2 separate regions of the Triticum aestivum genome follow, and region 2 is linked to region 1. The links are chromatin contacts, called in public HiCAR-type maps. All regions are on one chromosome and are shown on one strand. Each heading gives the region's core, a stretch centred on a gene start, on an enhancer-like site or on the middle of the called end of the contact. The rest is flanking DNA. Distances are from core to core; before and after follow the strand shown.

Evidence for each region. HiCAR-type assays count read pairs that join an accessible place to other places.
Region 2: a contact with region 1 is called in a HiCAR-type map of leaf, with 5 times the contacts expected there. The contact joins the promoter of LOC123109698 here to the promoter of LOC100049024 in region 1. A contact is called at or near these places in 1 of 5 Hi-C or Micro-C datasets (leaf) and 1 of 1 datasets of contacts at active chromatin or transcription factors (leaf).

What each region holds. Positions count from the first base shown.
Region 1 is chr1B:93,460,567-93,463,266 of IWGSC CS RefSeq v2.1, forward strand. It overlaps LOC100049024 (probable WRKY transcription factor 26), which reads right to left and starts at 1,440. Exons shown (of 5, transcript XM_044530407.1): 1 at 1,031-1,440; 2 at 730-918; 3 at 105-517. The coding sequence starts at 1,318.
Region 2 is chr1B:93,696,818-93,699,517 of IWGSC CS RefSeq v2.1, forward strand. LOC123109698 (nicotianamine aminotransferase 1) reads left to right here and starts at 1,391. Exons shown (of 6, transcript XM_044530408.1): 1 at 1,391-2,080; 2 at 2,152-2,370. The coding sequence starts at 1,442.

The DNA.
Region 1 (2,700 bases), core at 190-2,689:
ATATTAGTGATCTTGTACTACCGGCGCTTGGTCTCGGGCTCAGCGCCATCACCGAGTATTAGTTTATAGAGGTAGTATTTGGCAAGCAATGACCAATTACTTACCGGCGCTTGGTCTCAGGCTCAGCGCCATTGTCGGCCTCATCGTCTCCGAATGTGACGGATGAATTCTCAGGCGTCGGGCCAGAGTGCTCCGAGCCGTTGGTATGATCCTCCGCAATGACCGCCGCACAGCCGGAGGAGTTGCGGCGCGTGGAGGGGGGCTTCGGGTGATCATGCGCGCCCTTGTAGACAATCTGCGTGATGCGGCCGTCTGCAAGAGAGCGTTCCACTTTCTTCTTCATGGAGCAATTGTTGTAGGTGCACTTGTAGTAGCTCCGCGGGTTCTCGCTGCCCTTAACTTGCTTCTGCCCGTACTTCCTCCAATTGTATCCGTCCTCAACCTGCTTGTTGTTGTCGCCGCTGCTGCTCTTGTTGCTCACTTCTACCACTTGTTGTTGTTGTTGCTGCTGATGTTCCTGCACAAACATATGTGTCTTTGTGAGCTACGACTGTATTATCAAAGAGATAAAAAAAAAGCATAACAAGTTCATAATTTATACTAGCATACAGCCTCGGTGCATGCTGTAACAGTTAAACTAAGTTAAGACGTTGAAGCATCATATGTACTCCTATGTACTAGGGTAGTTTCGACAATAATACTGAATATCTTTGTACTAGTATTATGTACCTTGAATAAAGGTAAGTAATTTGTTTGAGCGTTGACCGTGGCGTTGGGCTTCACTGCGTGAAAGGAGAAGCCAAAGAGGCCGCTGTCTCCACGGCCGACCTCATCCTGCTGAAAGGTGTTCAGATCGGCGCTCGCCTGCCAGTCGTATCTCCGCGCAGGGATCGCACCTGTAGTCGGAGACGCCAATATCTGACGGAAACACAGGCGGCAGCTAAAATCAGCACCACGGATCATAAGCACATACGAAACTAGCAAAAAAAAATGATTTGCACATCAGCAACACGAGATGGAGGAGGCGTACATGAGAGTAGTTGAGGAGAACGGGAGAGTGGAGCAGCTCAGCAGGGCTGAGACCTGCAGGGATGGAGAAGCAGGAGAAGGGCGACGCTGGCGACGAGATGGGCAGGCTGGGCGGCTGCGCGGACTTGAACTTGGGCACCCCGGCCCGACCCCCTCGGTTGAACCCCCTTGGCGACCCCTCCACGTCGCCGGCGCCAGACCCTGATAGAAGCTCAGTGAAGGACGTGATGAACGGCGGCGGCGTGAACGTGAACCCTGCGTGATCCAAGCTCCCTGTGGGGGAGGACATGGCGATCGACGGAAGGAGCAGCGAGATTTTTTCGAGAGTAGAAGGAGCAGGGAGATTAAATATTGAAATTGAGACTTGGGTTGGGAGAGGGGTGGTGTGATTGGTGAACGGAGGACAGGAGTGGTTGCTGGGTGGCGCCTTAAGTAGATGCCGGTAGCACAGCAGTGGACCTGTGGCTGTACTGATTCCCGGCAAGCAAGCAGCAAGCCCGAGGAGGTGTACTGGTCGCTGACCACGTGGGGTAAGAGTGTCAGTGGACGTCAGCTAAAATGGGAACGTGATGGTTTGCAGTGCTTCCGCGAAGGGAGTCTGGGTCAAACCTCGTGCGGCTTTGACCAGTCAGCCAGGGCGGCGTGGTTCGGGGAAGTGAGGTTCCGAGAAGAAGAGATGGCGTGGGTGCATCGCCAGCGACAGCATGAGCGTGGCGTGTTCCCACGGCTCTCTTCGCGCGTGCAAATCCGGCTGTAATAGTATGTGCGCAGCTCCCAGGCCGTGATACTTTGGTCTTTGCGCAATACTTTATTCCAAGTAGAGCACAAACTGCACAGGCATGTGCTTTTCTAATACTCCTTCCATTTCTTTATACAATGCTACTATAAAAAATACATTTTGCATCTATACAAGGCAATTAACAGTAACTGAGACAAAATTTAATGATGTTTTCTTGTACTCCGGGTACTCGGCCTCGTAGAGAAGACGCGCATCCGGCTCCTGGAGGTGTCGGCGGCCGAAGCCGTTCGCCACTGCACCGTCGCCTGGGTATCTCTCGGTCATTTCGCTCTCGGCGGGGAAGGCAGTGGGGGGAGAGCTCGTCGGCATGAAGAAAGCTTTCGCGAGAGGGAGAGGAGAGGTTGTGGCGCTCACCAGCAGGGAGGGCGCCTTTTTATAGCCGAAGCGGGTGGCGGGCGGGGCGGCATGCGGGCGGACACGTGGCGCATGCAAGCGGACGCGCGTCGGCGGCGTTTTAACTGCGCCGCCCGTGAGGCATCATTGGAGGCTGACCGGCGCGGCAGCATTGATTCCCATGAGAACTGAGGCGATGAGGTCGACGAAGCGGCCGTCTCGCTGACTCGGCGGGCCCGCGTCTGTTTCGCGCCAAAACGCTCGCCCCGGCGCCCCCGAGCGTCCCCCGGCGCGTCGGGTTCGGCCTGGGTCCACCGGCGCTGATTTCGGCCCAAGCCGGCGAAAAACGGGCTCCTGGGGGCGCGACTGGGCCGTTTTTTCGGCGCCGGCAAAAAAAAATTCGCCTAGGGAAGCCGTTCTGCGGACGCGGTTGGAGATGCTCTATCATTCTGATTTATATACAAGTAGCCAAAAAATAAGTTTTAATAAAGATATTTATCGCCATATACGATAACAAAATCCGGATAATTTATGATGCT
Region 2 (2,700 bases), core at 141-2,640, 240 kb after region 1:
TGGTTAAAAATCAAAGTGCAAAGTAAAGAGTGGCAAATGATCAATTACAATGTAAGGAGTGGCAAATTATCAAAATGCACAGTAAATGATGGCTAAAAATCAAAACCCCCGTCTTATTGCTCTCAGCAGCCAAATATAAAGCAAGCCAACCCAATAACCACCACGGAGCGCACAACAGAACTAGATGAATCAAAGTTGCACGAGATTTAGAGCACAAACAAATCAAATGACCTATAATTGAGGTGTGAGGTAACAATTGAAAAGAGAAAAGAAAAATAAAAATAAAAAAAATTCCAGAATTTAAAAGTTTACACATTTGAAATAAAATAAACGGAAAAGAAGAAAAATGAAAAAGAAAAAAGGGAAAAGGAAAAAAAAGAAAAAGATCACCCTTGGCTGCAGCCCACGCTGAGGTAGCCCACGAGGCTGCGAAAAAAGAAAGAACAACCTACACGCCACGACATGGCCTCCTCGTGCGAGCGACACGTATAGCAACAACACTAAACGATAAAAAAATTGACCAAAGAATACGAGTCTGATGTTTATATTATGTGATTAGAAAGTTAGATGTGATGTAACTGTTTCACATCGTGAAATAGTAAAAAGATTTGTCTAGGACACATCTAGATGTCATGTCACATCTAAACTGATGTCCATTATGTTTCTGGTCTTTTTTTTCTAGTTTTTTTTTTGTTGCTGCATTATATATTTGTGGGAGTTTAAATATGACATTTTTAAAAGACATCTAGATGTGAATTACAAATTGAATAGCAAATATATTTAGTTTAATTTTTTTCTTTACATGCTGACAAAAATTACGTCGGGCGGTTGGCCGACAGAGCTCTTAACCGACCCAAACCAACAAAAAAGGCAAAGAAACCGCACGTTCTCGGGGCGTTGGAGTTACTCTTACCCAGACCCCTTTATCACAGCCTTTGACGCCCATCCAGAGTGGTTCTCATGCTTGTGAGTTGTCAGACATTTCCAGGTTTCGTGCCTTTAAATCATCATCATGCCTAAGGGCATGTCCAATGCATAGCGGCAAGGTGATGCCTCACATACCATGTAGAATCGAATATGACGTAAAGTAGGTTCGGATAGGGAAGCGGGATCCTCTCCAGGAGGCGGGTGCTTGAAGAGAAAAAATATGGTCCGGTGACAAAAGCTGAATAGGTGGAGTGGAAAGTAGAGATGCATGTGTACTAGAGTCTTTATTTTTTATTTTTTTAATGAGTCACACTAATGGTAGCTTGCATTGGGAAGAAAAAATAAATGTAGATGCCTCAAATTACTTTTTGTCATGGGGCATATGTATCCATATGCCACCATTGTACATGCCCTAATACACCTCTCTTATCCCCGGAAAAAAAATACAGCTCTCTTATTGCTCTCAGCAGCATTGGCATTTGCCAGTCCCGTACCACAGAACCAACATTCCACAATGTCCAACGGCACCATGAGCCAACTGACGCCGGCGCCCGATGCGTGGAACTTCGCGCCGGACGAAGCCCTCCTCGGCCTGTCGGCGCTGTCGGTGCGCTCCGTGCTGGGCAGCATCAAGGCCGGGATGGACCCGGGCAGCGACCGCCCGGTGATCCCGCTCGGGCACGGCGACCCTTCGGCATTCCCGTGCTTCCGCACTGCGCCGGAGGCCGTGGAAGCCGTCTCCGCCGCGCTCCACTCGGGGGAGCACAACTCCTACCCCACCGGCGTCGGGCTGGAGCCGGCGCGGCGCTCCATCGCGCGTCACCTGTCCCTCGACCTGCCCTACGAGCTCTCCCCGGACGACGTCTACCTCACGAGCGGCTGCTCCCAGGCGATCGAGATCGTCTGCTCCGTGCTCGCCGGCCGTCCCGGCGCCAGCAACATCCTGCTCCCGCGGCCCGGGTACCTGTTCTACGAGGCGCGCGCCGCGTTCAACGGCATGGAGGTCCGCTACTTCGACCTCCTCCCGGACAGCGACTGGGAGGCGGACCTCGACGCCGTGGAGGCCCTCGCCGACGGGAACACCGTCGGCATGGTCCTCGTCAACCCCGGCAACCCCTGCGGCAACGTCTACAGCTACGACCATCTCGCCAAGGCAAGCCATGATCTCCAATCCCCATCCTTCCTGCCTCGACCGACGATCTTCAGCTTGACCAACTGTTGCAGGTCGCCGAGACGGCGAGGAAGCTTGGCATCTTCGTCATCGCTGACGAAGTGTACGCGCACCTGACGTTCGGGAAGAACCGGTTCGTCCCGATGGGCGTGTTTGGCTCCGTGGCCCCGGTGCTCACCCTGGGATCCATCTCCAAGAGATGGGTGGTGCCTGGATGGCGGCTTGGATGGATCGTGACCAACGATCCTAATGGTGTATTTCGCAGGACCAAGGTTCTTTTCTTCGACTTCTTACATTAGGATGTTTTTTGTTGGTCTGATATAAAATCACAGCCATTAAAAAAAGAAGAAGAAAGGATCAAATTAGTGTCACATGACAGACATACGATAGGACAAACTGTTGGTCAAATTTTTGGCTTGTTCAGTCAAAATATACCATATATTCTGAAAGGAGGAAGCAGTGATATAGTATATTACAATAAGCATCGCACATGTCCAAAAATGGTGGAGGCTCACTCACAAGTCACGAGTCACAAGAAGTCACAGTTCAATCAGCTTTTATCTTCTTTTTTCTATGCAACAACTCAAACCTAACACGTTGCT